2 separate regions of the Mus musculus genome follow, and region 2 is linked to region 1. Evidence: chromatin contacts called from public HiChIP or PLAC-seq data. All regions are on one chromosome and are shown on one strand. The core of a region is the stretch at or near the end of the contact, and the rest is flanking DNA. Distances in the headings are between cores, read along the strand shown. Region 1 has its middle 44 kb from the start of Pcmtd1. Region 2 has its middle 61 kb from the start of Gm23274.

Region 1 (6,555 bases), core at 2,340-4,839:
TGTGTAGGTGATGCTGCACCCTTGCCACAGTGAGTGTGGAGGTCACAGGTCAAGTTGTGAGAGTTATTTCTTTCGCTTTACCCTGTGGATATTGGGAATTAAACTCTGGTAATCAAGCTTTGTGGTAAGTAAGTGTGTCTCCAGGCTGAACCTTCTGGTCAGCCCTGCTTTCCTTTTTCATAAATTGCCAATGTATAAACCTAATGAGTCTTTCCTTTCATGTGCTCATGTTTAACCGCGTAGTAGTTTGACTTAAAATACATGCCATTGTTATTCTTTGCCAGTTGATACATGCTACGATAGGGAAAGGCATAATCTCAGGGTAATGCCAAACCCTGAGAAAATCCCCTAAACTGTAAGCCACCCCCAATTTAATGTTTTCTTTTTTAGGGGTTGTCGAGGTCATGGTGTCTCTTCACAGCAGCAGAAACCCTAATGATAACAACCAGTGTAGCCTGAGAATGACCTGTCTGTGCCCCCTAAGCAGGGAGATTACAGGCAGACCATCATATCCACCCTGCTTTTATGGGAGTGCTGAAGATTAGCAAATGGTTTAGATACTGAACCATTTCTCCAACCCCTCATTTATTTTCAGACAAGATCTCATGTCCCTAGGTTGGGCTCAAATGTAGTATCTAACTAAGGATGACCTTGAATTTCTGGGAAGAGAATCACGTTAAGTGTAAGTGATGCTGGGCTTCAAATGTAAGGTTTGTGTTTATTTGACAAACATCCTAACAACTGAACCACACCACCTTTTAAAAATATATATTATATTATATTATATTATATTAGTTTTTTGATACAGGGTTCTACTATATATTCATAGCTGGCCTATTACCATAGCTATATGTAGTTCAGGGTGGGCTTGAACTCATAACAATCTTCCTACCTCAGTCTCCTGAGTGCTGTACTACAATGTATGCATCACCTAGCCTAGATGTTCTAGGTCTTGAAGCCACTGTGGGCTTTGAACTCTTGATCTCTTTGCCAGAGCCTTTCAACATTGGGATTACTGTTGTGATCCACTATGCTCCCTAGAATAATAATAATTAAAAAAAAAAAAAAAAGCTGAGAGTGAAGCTTAGAGTACATGCCTGGGGCCAATGTGAAACAAAAAGAACATGCAAACGTTCCTGAACCAATGCAACATCACAGCCCTGTATTGTAGGAATGCTGAAGCTGTCCTTCAAACTGCTCTGTGGCTTGGCAGAAGGCAGACAGTAGATATGTAAATGGAGGCAGAGGAGGCTCTTAAAGCCACAAATGGTCTTAGCAGGTTTCTCACATTTGTAAAGCAGGCCTCCTCTAAACAGAAAGACAGTGGTCTGACTGGTTTTTTGCAGGCAGCCTGGCATCACAAAAGGTCAATGGAGCCTGTCTGAAAATTTCCGTTCAAGTCCCTCAGTCCCCTTTGTGACATTATGAAAGTCACTTCGATTCTTTTTTCGACTCTTTTTTCCTTTCCGACCTGTAAAAAAAGTTTCAATTAATTTTGACTTTCTGTTTTGGTAGATTATAGAATGAAGACTCCTGCCTTTCTGTTTCATACTTAAGGTATTCCTACAAGCCAGTTTCACTGAGAGAATCCAGCATCAATGCTGTGGACACTGCCATAATTGCCAGAGTTCACATTTTACTTTGTGACTGAGATTAATCCCCAGAAATTAGACACATACTCCCTTCTTGTTCTCTCTCCAACCCCCTGCTCTAATCTATAGTCTTAATATACTGTGCCATGCCATAAATAAGGATAACTAAATTATCTGATGGAAGGTCACTTCCTATACTAACTTTATTAGCAAATTAATTGTACTCAATGTTAATATTTTACAAGTTATTAAAATTTCATTGCTGATAATTTAAAGGACAGTTTTAATTAATAAGCACTTACTACTCAACATTATGATGCCCATATTTAAGCTGTTATTTCTCCTTACTTAAATCACTTTTCAGTGCCTACCAATACCATCTTTTTTTTTTTTTTTTTTAATAGTTTTTTTTTTTTTAATATTTATTTATTTATTATATGTAAGTACACTGTAGCTGTCCTCAGACACACCAGAAGAGGGAGTCAGATCTTGTTAGGGATGGTTGTGAGCCACCATGTGGTTGCTGGGATTCGAACTCTGGACCTTCGGAAGAGCAGTCAGGTGCTCTTACCCACTGAGCCATCTCACCAGCCCAATACCATCTTTTTCTTTTTTTTAATTACTTTTATTTTTTTATAGTCCAGCTATTGCCCTCCTCCCAGTCCCCCTTCCCACAGTTTCTTATCCCATTTCTTCTCTCCCTAGTCTCCAAGAGGAAGCCCCCACCATCAGGAATCCCCCAATACCATCTTTATTATTATTTATTTATTTATTTATTTATTTATTTATTTATTTATTTTTGGTTTTTCGAGACAGGGTTTCTCTGTGTAGCCCTTGCTGTCCTGGAACTCACTCTGTAGACTAGGCTGCCCTTGAACTCTGAAATCCACCTGCCTCTGCCTCCCAAGTGCTGGGATTAAAGGCGTGCACCCCCACCCCCCCGCCCCCGGCCCCCAATACCATCTTAAATCAAGAAAGTTCCTACAAAAGTGATGGTAGATGTAGAAAAAGTCTTGTTTGGATTCATGTTTGAAGAATCAGTGCACTTTGAGATCAATCTGGTTTCTGTTGGTGGATTATGACCACATTTATTCCCATTTTGGTGTTAGGAGAACACTTTCTTGATTTAAGATGGTATTGGGGGATGCCTGGTGGGGGCATCCTCTGGAGACTGGGGGGAGGAGGAATGGGATAAGGAGCTGGGACTGGGAGATGGGCAACAGATTGACTGTAAAAAAAAATAAAAGAAATTACAAAAAAGAAAAAGATGGTATTGGTAGGCACTGATGTACCTACCAATGTAAAACTAATGTAACTACAGTTTTTAAGGCAGAGCCTGGGGTCTAGCAGCCTCTAGGCTCAAACACCTGGCACGAATATCTCAAGTAAGAAGTTAGGTAAAAAGCGCTTTATTCATCATGTCCACATTTGAAAAGAGGAAGCAATAAAGGGATCTTGTGACCCTGAATTTGTCTTTGGGGTACCTGTAACAGCTTTATGTTCAGATAAAGTAAAACAGGGCAGGAGAAGCTGTCCATGATGGTATTAGCCTGTAATACCAGCACTCAAAAGGCAGAGGCAGGAAGTTGATCTACATAGGCATTACAGGCAGGGAGGCAAGAGGTATGTGTAACTAAGGTGTGGTCTGTTGATCACTGCCTTAGTTCTGGTCCTGCAAGTTCATCCTGAAAAGGTCTGTTGTTGCAGTCACAGTTGAGGTACAAGATGGTTCTCACATTGGTTGTTTCTGCTGCAGTTTTTGCCCTCCCAGTTATGGATAATTGTCACCACTTGGGTGTAGTCTGCCCCGCAGGTTTATATATATCTTGGGGTAGTCTAAGTTCCATGTCATAAAGATTTATTCTTCAGTCCTGTTTTTCAAGTGGCCCAATCATATGAACTAATGTTGGGGTTAGAGGGGCAGCCACACCTATGTTAAAAATTCTACAGGGCTGAAGGATTAGAATTCCTGCTTTGGGAGAGGAGTAATGTTGCAGATTATCTTAGACTGTCTTTGTCCTTTATGACCATAGACTGCCAAGTTGTTTGTCTGATCTAACATCCCTAGACTCTTCATGCTGTCTGGCACTTTCTGGTGTGATCCAAAATACAGAACTGGACAGTAGTAAGTGACAACTAAGACACAGAATAAGGAAAGAGACATTTCCAAGGAAATTGCTTCAGTGTCTGATTTTCCTTCCTGCCCTATTCCTCGTCTACATTTAGAGATGTGTCTTCTTTAAAAATCTAGTATTCTTTCATTGTTTGTTCTACATTTTTACCAGTTGTTCTACATTTGGCTATAACCTTTTGCTGGGTATTTAAGATCATGTTTTTTAAAAAGACTTTTTTCTTTCTTTCTTTCTTCCTTTCTTTCTTCCTTTCTTTCTTTCTTTCTTTCTTTCTTTCTTTCTTTCTTACTTTCTTTCTTTCTTCTTTGCTTTTTTTCTTTTTTCTTTTTTAATTGTTTAGATCAGCCAAGACTTGATCTTGTATCCCGGTCTCTCAGAGTCCAGTCTGAGTAAGGGGAAAAGGTCAAGTAACATATAAAGGCAGGCCTATTAGAATTACACCAGATTTCTTACCAGAGACTATGAAAGCCAGAATATCCTGAACAGAGGTTATAGAGACCCTAAGACAACCCAAATGTCAGTCCAGGCTAATATACCAAGCAAAACTCTCAGTTACCATAGATGGAGAAACCAAAGTATTCCATGACAAAACCAAATTCTTATAATATCTTTCCACGAATCAAGCCCTTCAAAGGATAATAAAGGAGAAACTACGACACAAGGAGGGAAGTTACACCCTAGAAAATGCAAGAAAGTAATCCTTAAACAAACCTAAAGAAGATAACTGCAAGAACAGAATCCCACCTCTAGCAACAAAAATAACAGGAAGCAACAATTACTTTTCCTTAATATCTCTTAACATCAATGGACTCAATTCCCCAGTAAAAAGACATAGACTAACCAACTGGCTACATAAACAGGACCCAACATTTTGCTGCATACTGGAAACCCACCTCAGGGACAAAGTCAGACACTACCTCGGAGTAAAAGGCTGGAAAACAGATTTCCAATCAAATGGCCCAAAGAAACAAGCTGGAGTAGCCATTATATTATCGAATAACATTAACTTCCAACCCAAAGTTATCAAAAAAGACAAGGAGGGGCACTTCATACTCACCAAAGATAAAATTTTCCAAGATGAATTCTCAATTCTGAATATCTGTGCTCCAAGTGCAAGAGCATCCACATTCATTAAAGAACTATAGTAAAGCTCAAAGCACACATTGCACTGTACACAATAATAGTGGGAGACTTCAACACCCCACTCTCATCAATGGGCAGTTCCTGGAAACAGAAACTCAACAGATACACATAGAAACTAACAGAAGTTATGAAACAAATGGATTTAACAGATATCTACAGAACATTTTATCCTAAAACAAAAGAATATACCTTCTTCTCAGCATCTCATGGTACCTTCTCCAAAATTGACCATATAATTGGTCACAAAACAGGTTTTAACAGATACAAAAATATTGAAATTATCCCATGCATACTATCAGATCACCACAGACTAAGGCTAATCTTCAATAACAACATAAATAATAGAAAGCCAATATTCACGTGGAAACTGAACAACACTCTACTCAATGATACTTTGGTCAAGGAAGAAATAAAGAAATTAAAGGCTTTTTAGAGGTTAATGAAAATGAAGCCACAACATACTCAAACTTATGGGACACAATGAAAGCAGTCCTAAGAGGAAAACTCATAGCTCTGAGTGCCACCAAAAAGAAACTAGAGAGAACATACACTAGCAGCTTGACAGCACATCTAAAAGCTCTAGAACAAAAGGAAGCAAATTCACCCAAGAGGAGTAGACGGCAGGAAATAATCAAACTCAGGGCTGAAATCAACCAAGTAAAAACAAAAAGAACTATACAAAGAACCAACAAAGCCAGGAGCTGATTCTTTGAGAAAAGTCAATAAAATACATAAACCCTTAGCCAGACTAACTAGAGGCACAGAGACGGTATCCTCATTAACAAAATCATAAATGAAAAAGGAGACATAACAACAGAACCTGAGGAAATCCAAAACATCATCAAATCCTACTACAAAAGCCTATGCACAACAAAACAGGAAAACCTGGATGAAATGGACAATTTTCTAGACAGATACCAAGTACCAAAGTTAAATCAGAATCAGATTAATGATCTAAACAGTCCCCTATACCCTAAAGAAATAGAATCAGTCATTAATAGACTCCCAACCAAAAAAAGCCCACGACAAGCTAGGTTTAGTGCAGAGTTCTATCAGACATTCAAAAAAGACCCAATTTCAATTCTCCTCAAACGATTCCACAAAATAGGAATCGAAGGTACTCTACCCAATTGATTCTATGAAACCACAATTACTTTGATACCTAAACCACATGAAGACCCAACAAAGAAAGAGAACTTCAGACCAATTTCCCTTATGAATATCGATGAAAAAATACTTAGTAAAATTCTCACAAACCAAATACAAGAACACACCAAATGATCATCCAACATGATCAAGTAGGCTTCATCTCAGGGATGCAGGAATGATTCAATGTATGGAAATACATCAACATAATCCAATATATAAACAAACTCAAAGACAAAAACCACACAGTCATCTTGTTAGATGCTGAAAAAGCATTTGACAAAATCCAACACCCCTTCATGATACAAGTCTTGGAAAATTCAGGAATTCAAGGCCCATATCGAAACATAATAAAAGCAATATACAGCAAACCAGTAGCCAACGTCAAAGTAAATGGAGAGAAACCTGAAGCAATCCCACTAAAATCAGGGACTAGAAAAGGCTGCCCACTTTCTCCCTACCTATTCAATATAGTTCTTGAAGTCCTAGCCAGAGCAATTAGACAACAAAAGGAGATCAAGGGGATACAAACTGGAAAGGAA
Region 2 (7,360 bases), core at 1,068-3,567, 160 kb before region 1:
ATGTAAAAGGTCACAGAAGCCCTGAAATTGGCAAAATAGATTTCATTGCTGGCAGAACTTCACTGATTTAGAAAGATAGAGGTGCACAGTGCTCTGGCAGCTTCTCGAATCAGAGTGTGTCTGCCAATGTTCTGACCATTTCTTGAACCCAGGTGTGTGCCCACTGCTGCACCTCACTGCCAGGTGTTTGTGATATTGGTTGCTGGGATAGAGTTGGAAAATCTCCCCAGCAACCACAGTCAGAGCCAATCCGGAGTTGCTACACCTTCATTAGACTCCTTCCTTGTTTCCCTCCCATACCCATTTCTTGAGAAATCAATTATTTTAGAATAGACATTATTTAGATCTGGAAATCCCCTACTCCCTCCTTCTCCTATCCCCCTTGAAGACCTATAAAAACTGGGGCCCCTTTCCCCTCGGGGTCGACTCCTCTACTCCTGCGTGGGATACAAGTCGTCCCCAGAGCTCTGGCTTTCCTCGAATAAAGCCTCGCGTGGTTTGCATCAAGTTTTGTCTCTTGTGAGTTCTTGGGGGTCCACTATTATCCCGAGACTTGAGTGAGAGTCTCCCTTCAGAGGTCTTTCATTATCATCTTGAACTCATGGGGAATCCTCCTGGTGTCTCTCTCTCCATACAGTCCTCCTCCTGTGGTCCTCTTCCCCTCTTCTTCCTTCCCTCTCCCCCTCTCCCTCTTTCCCTTTTCCGTTATAACCCCCTCTTCCCCTCCCCCTCTCTCCCTCCATGTCTGTCTCTCCCCACCCCCCACCCCCTCCCTAATCTGGAAGTCCCAAATCCCATCCTAGTCACTTCAGCCCAGTTAATTGTCAGACCAACTTTTTATTGACCAATCTGAAGGTGAATGTTTACAATCTGAGAAGAATATTTACAAAACACTGATGCTACATAAAAATAACAATACCAAAGTCTGCCATGTATAGGAATTAGCATTTGCAAGGTTGAAATACAATCTTTACACAGCTTTTTGTCTCCTCCCTCAGGTCAGGGAGGAGACAAGTGATGATCCAGTCTCTGTCCTGGCAGTTATGTCTGTTGTTACAATTTCAGTAGAATCTACATCAGGAACTGCTGCAGCTCCTATGGGGTGAGTTGTATGGTCATAAGCTTTTTCCCAAACACACTGACAGGTTATTTCTTTGAAGCCTGTGAAATGAACCAATTTAAACCTAATTAGATTATATTAAAGGTAGGTTTATTGGGAAGCTGTTCCCTGGCTCCAAAGACCAAGGCCAAAGAAGTCGCCATGGGGAAGAGGAGGAGGGGAGGGAGAGAGAAGGAGAGAAAGAGTGTGAACTCAGAAAAAAGAGAAGAGAGGAGAAAGAGGAGGGAAGAGGGAGGAGGGGAAGAGAAAGGAGGGGGAGGGAGTGCAAGCGCCCTGAATGTCTAGATTTTATAGGGAGGAGCCTCAGAGGAAAGGGCAGCCTAGCCCTTGGGCTGGAAAGTTCTGAGTTGGGGGCAGGGTGTGCTAAGTAGAGGCCGGCCTTGAAGGAAGAACCTGGAGGCCAGGTCTGCTTTGATATGTAAAATATGCACAGCAGTCCTTTGTCCCAGGTTCCTGGAGGAGGAGGAGGAGGAGGAGGAGGAGGAGGAGGAGGAGGAGGAGGGGGAGGAGGAGGAGGAGGAGGAGGAGGTTAATAGAAAGGAGTATATAGAGGACAAAGAAGGTAATGCTATAGGGCAAATTCATCAAAAGAGAACAGGACACAGGAAAGGAACAGACCTATCCACGCCAGTCACTTTCCCAAGGGTTAGAATTGGGGCAAAGGCAGTCTCTCACAAAAATGAGTATGGAAACGACTGAAAGAAGGGGAGCTGCCGTCAGATTCTAAAGGAGACATTGACAAGGAGTTGCAGATAGGGTGGGCAGGGACAGCAGGGACTACAGTGATCCTTTTGAGTGGCAGCCACAGTGAGCCTTTTGAGTGGCAGCAGCAAGAGAGAGAGGAGGAGGTTGTGCAGATTGATGCAATCTGAACAAACTCCCCGAGCAGTCGGAAGGGGTGGGGCTTCGGGACTGAGGAAAGTGGAGAGTGGCAGGAAAGGGCCAAAACAGCAGAGGAGATAGGTGGAAGATTTGTTTGGGTAACTTTGCTAAGGGCGGTTGGAGAGGCAGAACCCACCTTGCTTATCGAGCACCAGAGACTTGGAGAGGAATTCAGGTTTGGAGAGGGAATCGGAAAAGGAAGCAATCTGGTTTCAGAGCTGGCGGTAAAAGCAGGCGGTTGCTGTTAACAACTGAAGGTGGCAGTGGGGCATTTTATAGCAGCAAGGGACCTGACTGGCCATGGTCATGGAGATTGGAAAGAGGGATGTGGGCGTGGCCTGCATTGATAGCTCAAAATGATCTGGCCTGAGAGGTGTGATCTGTAGCTCCAGTGCCTCAGAGGAAGAGAAGTGGCCACACAGTTACTGCTATGCCTGTGGAGGTTTCAAGCCACCGGCGGTGGAGCACAAGGCTTTACTCAGATCGCAGCGCAACACCTGTTGTAGGGCAGGGCTGGCTGTACTGACAGTGCACTCTCACTCACTGTAGGAACAGGGCTAGCCAGAGGTAATTTGCTGTTGAGGATTAGGGTTGGGCGGGGTGCAAAGTGCCCAGCAGTCAGCCACGGTGTTCCTACAGATCTGTGGCAGAAGTTTGAATGGCCCGAAAGCAGAAAGTGCAAGGGGAAAGTTTGGAGCTGTGATTAGAAGCAGGCAAGACTGTCAAGGAGGAGGGGACAGATGGAGGCATAGGACATCTAGGAAAGGGGAAGACAGACAGGTAGAAATGTGGGATGTCTCAAAGAGAGAAAAGAGCTATTTCTCCTTGTTTCTAACCTTATGTCCATAAAAGTGTAAAGGTTTTCATTTTATTTGGTTCTTAGGGAGTATGAGAGTTATTTCCAAGTGATAAGATAGATACATCAGTAATTTTGAGTGTGTGTTGGAGTTTTCAAATGGAAAGAATAGATTCCCTATACTAATAGTGACCTTGGGCCAGGCTCCTAGTAATAGACAATGCAGAGCCTGAACCAACTGTCTTCTGTAAACAGGCTAGACTCCTACTGGTAGGACTGGGACAGTAACCCAGCCCTAAAATCTATGACCCACTCCTTCCCCGCCTGCAAGATGCACTGAAACAATGGTGAAGCAGGGCTTTTGGATGTGCCCAGCCAATGACGACTGGTCAACACCACAAGAGGTAACCCATGCCTCACAGTATCTGGATAGCCTGGAACCAGAAGCTGGATAGCACAGAGACTAAAGATAGAATCAAACGCAACTGACAAAAGAAAAATAAAATTCCTAATGATATTTTGCTATACTTAGCCTAGCCCAAACATCATCAGAGAGAGTTAATCCAGCAACTGATATAAGCAAATGTAGGGACCCATAGCCAAACATTAGGCAGAGCTCAGGGAACACAGCAGAAGGGGGTGGAGATGGGGGTGGGGTTGTATGAGCCAGAGAGGAAAAGGACACCAAAAGAACACACTTCCTACGTAATCAATTAAGTGGATTGCCTTGTCCAGCCTTGAGATAAGGATTTGTGCCAAGTTTTATTTGAACTTGTTATGTCATGATCAGTTGATATCCTTGGGATGCCTGTTCTTTTCTGAAGGGAAATGGAAGAGGAATGGATCTGAGGGAGAGAGAATGAGGACAGAGGGGATTGGGAGGAATGGACAGGGAAGAAAGTTTAGTTACGATGTAATGTATAAGAGAAGAATGAATATTTTAAAAGGGCAGAAAAGAAAGCAGGCTGAGTAAGCCATGATAAGCAAGCCAATAATCAATCCCCTTCTCTGGCTTCTGCACCCTATGTATTACTGCCACCAGATGGCGCTATGATAGAAGTAGAAACCATAGGCATTCAGGCAACTTGTTCATGTAACTTACTCATAACTTCGTGACCTGCTCTGGTCCAATCATACATCTCTCCAGATTTCAAATAGACTCACTTAACACAAGTCTTTCTTGGTCGTGGTAGGAGCTAATTGCAATAATTTATCCTTTACCTTAGAAGGGATATTTCTGCATGTCCCACACTACTGAACTCATAAGAATTTCATTGAGGTGAATTTCACTGAAGGTGAGGCCCTTCAATTTCAGCTGGATTTATTTCCCATGCTCTAATGTGCATATATGTTACAAATTAGACCAAAATGGTTCCTATCTCCTGCTAATTTGGTTCAGTCTGCATAATGTCATTCATATAGTGCACCAACGTGATATTTTGTAGAAGAGACAGATTCCTTCAAACTAAGTTATGGCATGAGGTTAAAGAGTTACTATATCCTTGAGGTAAAACTGTAAATGTATATTTCCAGCCTTGCCAACGTAAAGCAAATGCTTCTGGTGGTCCTTATGGACAGGTACTAAGAAAAAGACATTTTCTAGATCAATAACTGTATACCATGTATGCTAGATAGTTTTCTGTCAACTTGAAACAAACTAAAGTCACTTTTAAGGAAAGAACCTCAATTAAGAAAATGCCTCCAGAGTTCCATCTCTGGTCAACACTGCTACTTGTAATTGAGGATCTGCAACAGACTTTCCAGCCCAGAGATATGCCTGCCTCCCTGGAGGTCTGCTCCCATCCAGGACAACCAAGTGAGACATTCCCCAATCCCCAGGCCGATGGGCCCCTGGCAAGCCCAGGAGCCCTGATGTCTGTCCTATCTATTTTGAGCCCAGTCTTCCAATTCAAATTTCTGCCTGTGCTCTGGGATCCCAGACCACAGCTCTTCCTGCCTCCTGGAAGGCCTGCTACCACCCACAGCAACCAGCCTCCAGAAGCATGCTATTCCTGCGGACTACCAGGAATGACCAGTTGGCTAAAGACAAGCACAAGAACACAATCAACAAGAGTCTGTACAATATGGCACCATCAGAACACAGCTCTCCTATTACAGCAAGACCTGGATATGCTAAACAATCTGAAGAACAGGGCTATGACCTTAAATCTCATCTTAGGAAAATTATAGAGGCCTTCAAAAGAGCAAATAAAAGAAACCGTTAAAGAAATACAGAAAAATACAATCAAAGAGGTAAAGGATATGAATAATACTGTTCAAGACCTGAAAAAAGGAATAAGAACAATAAAGAAAAAACAAACAGAGGCAACCTGGAGATGAAAAACCTAGGAAAAGAACAAGAACTATAAATGGAAGCACCACCAAAAAATATAAGAGATGGAAGAGAGAATCTCGAAGTATAGAAGATATAATAGAAGAAACTGATGCATCAGTCAAAGAAAATACCAAAACCAAAGTTTCTAACACAAAACACCCAGAAAATTTGGGACCAAACATAAGAATAATGAGAATAGAAGAGAGAGAAAATTCCCAATTCAAAGGCCGAGAAAATATTTTTGACAAAATCACCCAAGAAAACTTTCCTAACCTAGTGAAAGAGATGGCTATAAACATACAAGAAGCTTATAGAATACCAAATAGATTAGACAGGAAATAAAATTCACCCACCACATCATAATCAAAACACTAAATGTAAAGAACAAAGAAGGAATATTAAAAGCTACAAGGGGAAAAGGCCAAGTAACACCCAAAGGCTGACCTATCAGAATTATACCCAACTTCTCAACAGAGACTCTAAAAGCCAAAAGGTTTGGAACAGATGTCTTGCAGACCCTAAAAGACCATAGATGTCAGGCTAGAATCCTATACCCAGCAAAACTTTCAATCACCACAGATGGAGAAACCACGATAGTCCATGACAAAACTAAATTTAAACAATATCTTTCCACTAGTTCAGCCCTATAGAGGATACTAGAAGGAAAACTCCAATACAAGGTGGGTAAATACACCCAAGAAAACACAAGAAATTAATCATCTCACAGCAAAAGCAAAAGAAGATACACACACACACACACACACACACACACACACACACACGCAGTACCAGCACCAACATCAAAATAACCGGAAGTAACAGTCATTGGTCATTAATATCTCTCAACATTAATGAACTTAATTTACCAATAAAAAGACTCAAGCTAACACAGTGTGAACATAAACAGAATCCATTATTCTGCTGCATACAAAATACACACCTCAGCAACAAAGGTTTTTCAAGAAAATAAACTCAAGAAACAATCTTGAGGAAGTGGGGAGCAACAAACAAAAGAAACAATCTTGAGTAGCCATTCTAATATCTAAAAAAGTAGACTTTCAACAAAAATTAATCAGAAGAGATGAGGAAGGACACATCATACTCATCAAAAGAAAAAAATCCACCAAGACTTTCTAGAATTCTATTAAAATGAAGACACAACATACCCAAATTTATGGAACAAAATGAAAGCAATACTAAGACAAAAGTTCATAGTGCTAAGTACCTTCAAGAGAAATTGGAGAGAGCTCTTACGAGCTAATATTAACTATACACTTGAAAAATCTGGAACAAAAAGATGCGAAGACACCAATAGAATAGACAGCAGGGAATAGTCAAATTCAAGGCTGAAACCAAACAATTAGAAACAAAAGAGCAATACAAAGAATCAACAAAACCAAGAGCAGACTCTGAGAAAAATCAACAAGATCAACAACACTTTAGCCAAACTAACTAAAAGGTAGAGACAGTACCCAAACTAACAAAATAGAAATGAAAAGGGACCATAACAATGGACACTGAGGAGATTCAAAGGATCATTAGGCCTTATTTCAAAAGCCTGTACTCCACTAACTTGGAAACACTAAATGAAATGAACAATTTTCTAGACAGATACCAATTACCAAAGTTAAATCAAGATCAAGGAAGCTATCTAAATACTCCTATAACTACTAAGGAAATAGAAGCAGTCATTAAATGTCTCCCAAATAAAAGTAGCCCAGGGCCAGATGGTTTTACTTCAGAATTCTACTGTTACGTCCTCCCAGCCTAGCTAGGCTGGCCTCAGATCATCGCCACTTAGGCTGAGCCACCTGCTGTGCTGCTTCTCATCCCTCTCCTTTGATGTGCCACTACATGCCTGAGGCAGAACCTGCCTGAGGTCTAACCAGTTCTCTGAGATTTTCCAGAGTTAGCACCGAACTGTGATCTTCACGAGTTCCTACTAAAAGGCTGATTTGTCAACTTCAAAGGAACTTTGAGTGGCTGGGAATGGACATCCCTTCTTCTTTATAAAGTGTGTTCCCCGACATTAAAGTTGAACCTTGACCAGACTATTTATCTTGGTTCCATTCTTTCTCTCTTCGCCTAGATTCCCTCTTTTCTTCCAGATTCCAAGATGCCTTCCAGGCTCGAACCCGGACATGTGAGCCGCTGGCCAGCCTCAGCATTCTACCAGATTTTCAAATACTCCTCAAATTATTCCATAAAATAGAAACTAAAAGAACTC

The links. HiChIP or PLAC-seq counts read pairs in DNA pulled down with a chosen protein or histone mark.
Region 2: an H3K27ac HiChIP or PLAC-seq map of embryonic stem cells shows a contact between it and region 1, with 16 read pairs. The contact joins two enhancer-like sites. A contact is called at or near these places in 1 of 15 datasets of contacts at CTCF or cohesin (the NIH/3T3 cell line), 1 of 484 Hi-C or Micro-C datasets (olfactory sensory neurons), 2 of 115 datasets of contacts at active chromatin or transcription factors (both in embryonic stem cells) and 1 of 9 other capture datasets (embryonic stem cells).

Annotation. Positions count from the first base shown.
Region 1 is chr1:7,042,130-7,048,684 of GRCm38.p6, reverse strand. No RefSeq gene overlaps it. Among named protein-coding and RNA genes, the nearest start is that of Pcmtd1, 44 kb to the left of the region's middle. Within about 2 kb of position 3,589, at least 12 of the 459 cell types and tissues checked have an H3K27ac peak or open chromatin away from gene starts, as enhancers often do. A contact at or near this core is called in embryonic stem cells, where this site is marked.
Region 2 is chr1:7,201,433-7,208,792 of GRCm38.p6, reverse strand. No RefSeq gene overlaps it. Among named protein-coding and RNA genes, the nearest start is that of Gm23274, 61 kb to the left of the region's middle. Within about 2 kb of position 2,317, at least 98 of the 459 cell types and tissues checked have an H3K27ac peak or open chromatin away from gene starts, as enhancers often do. A contact at or near this core is called in embryonic stem cells, where this site is marked.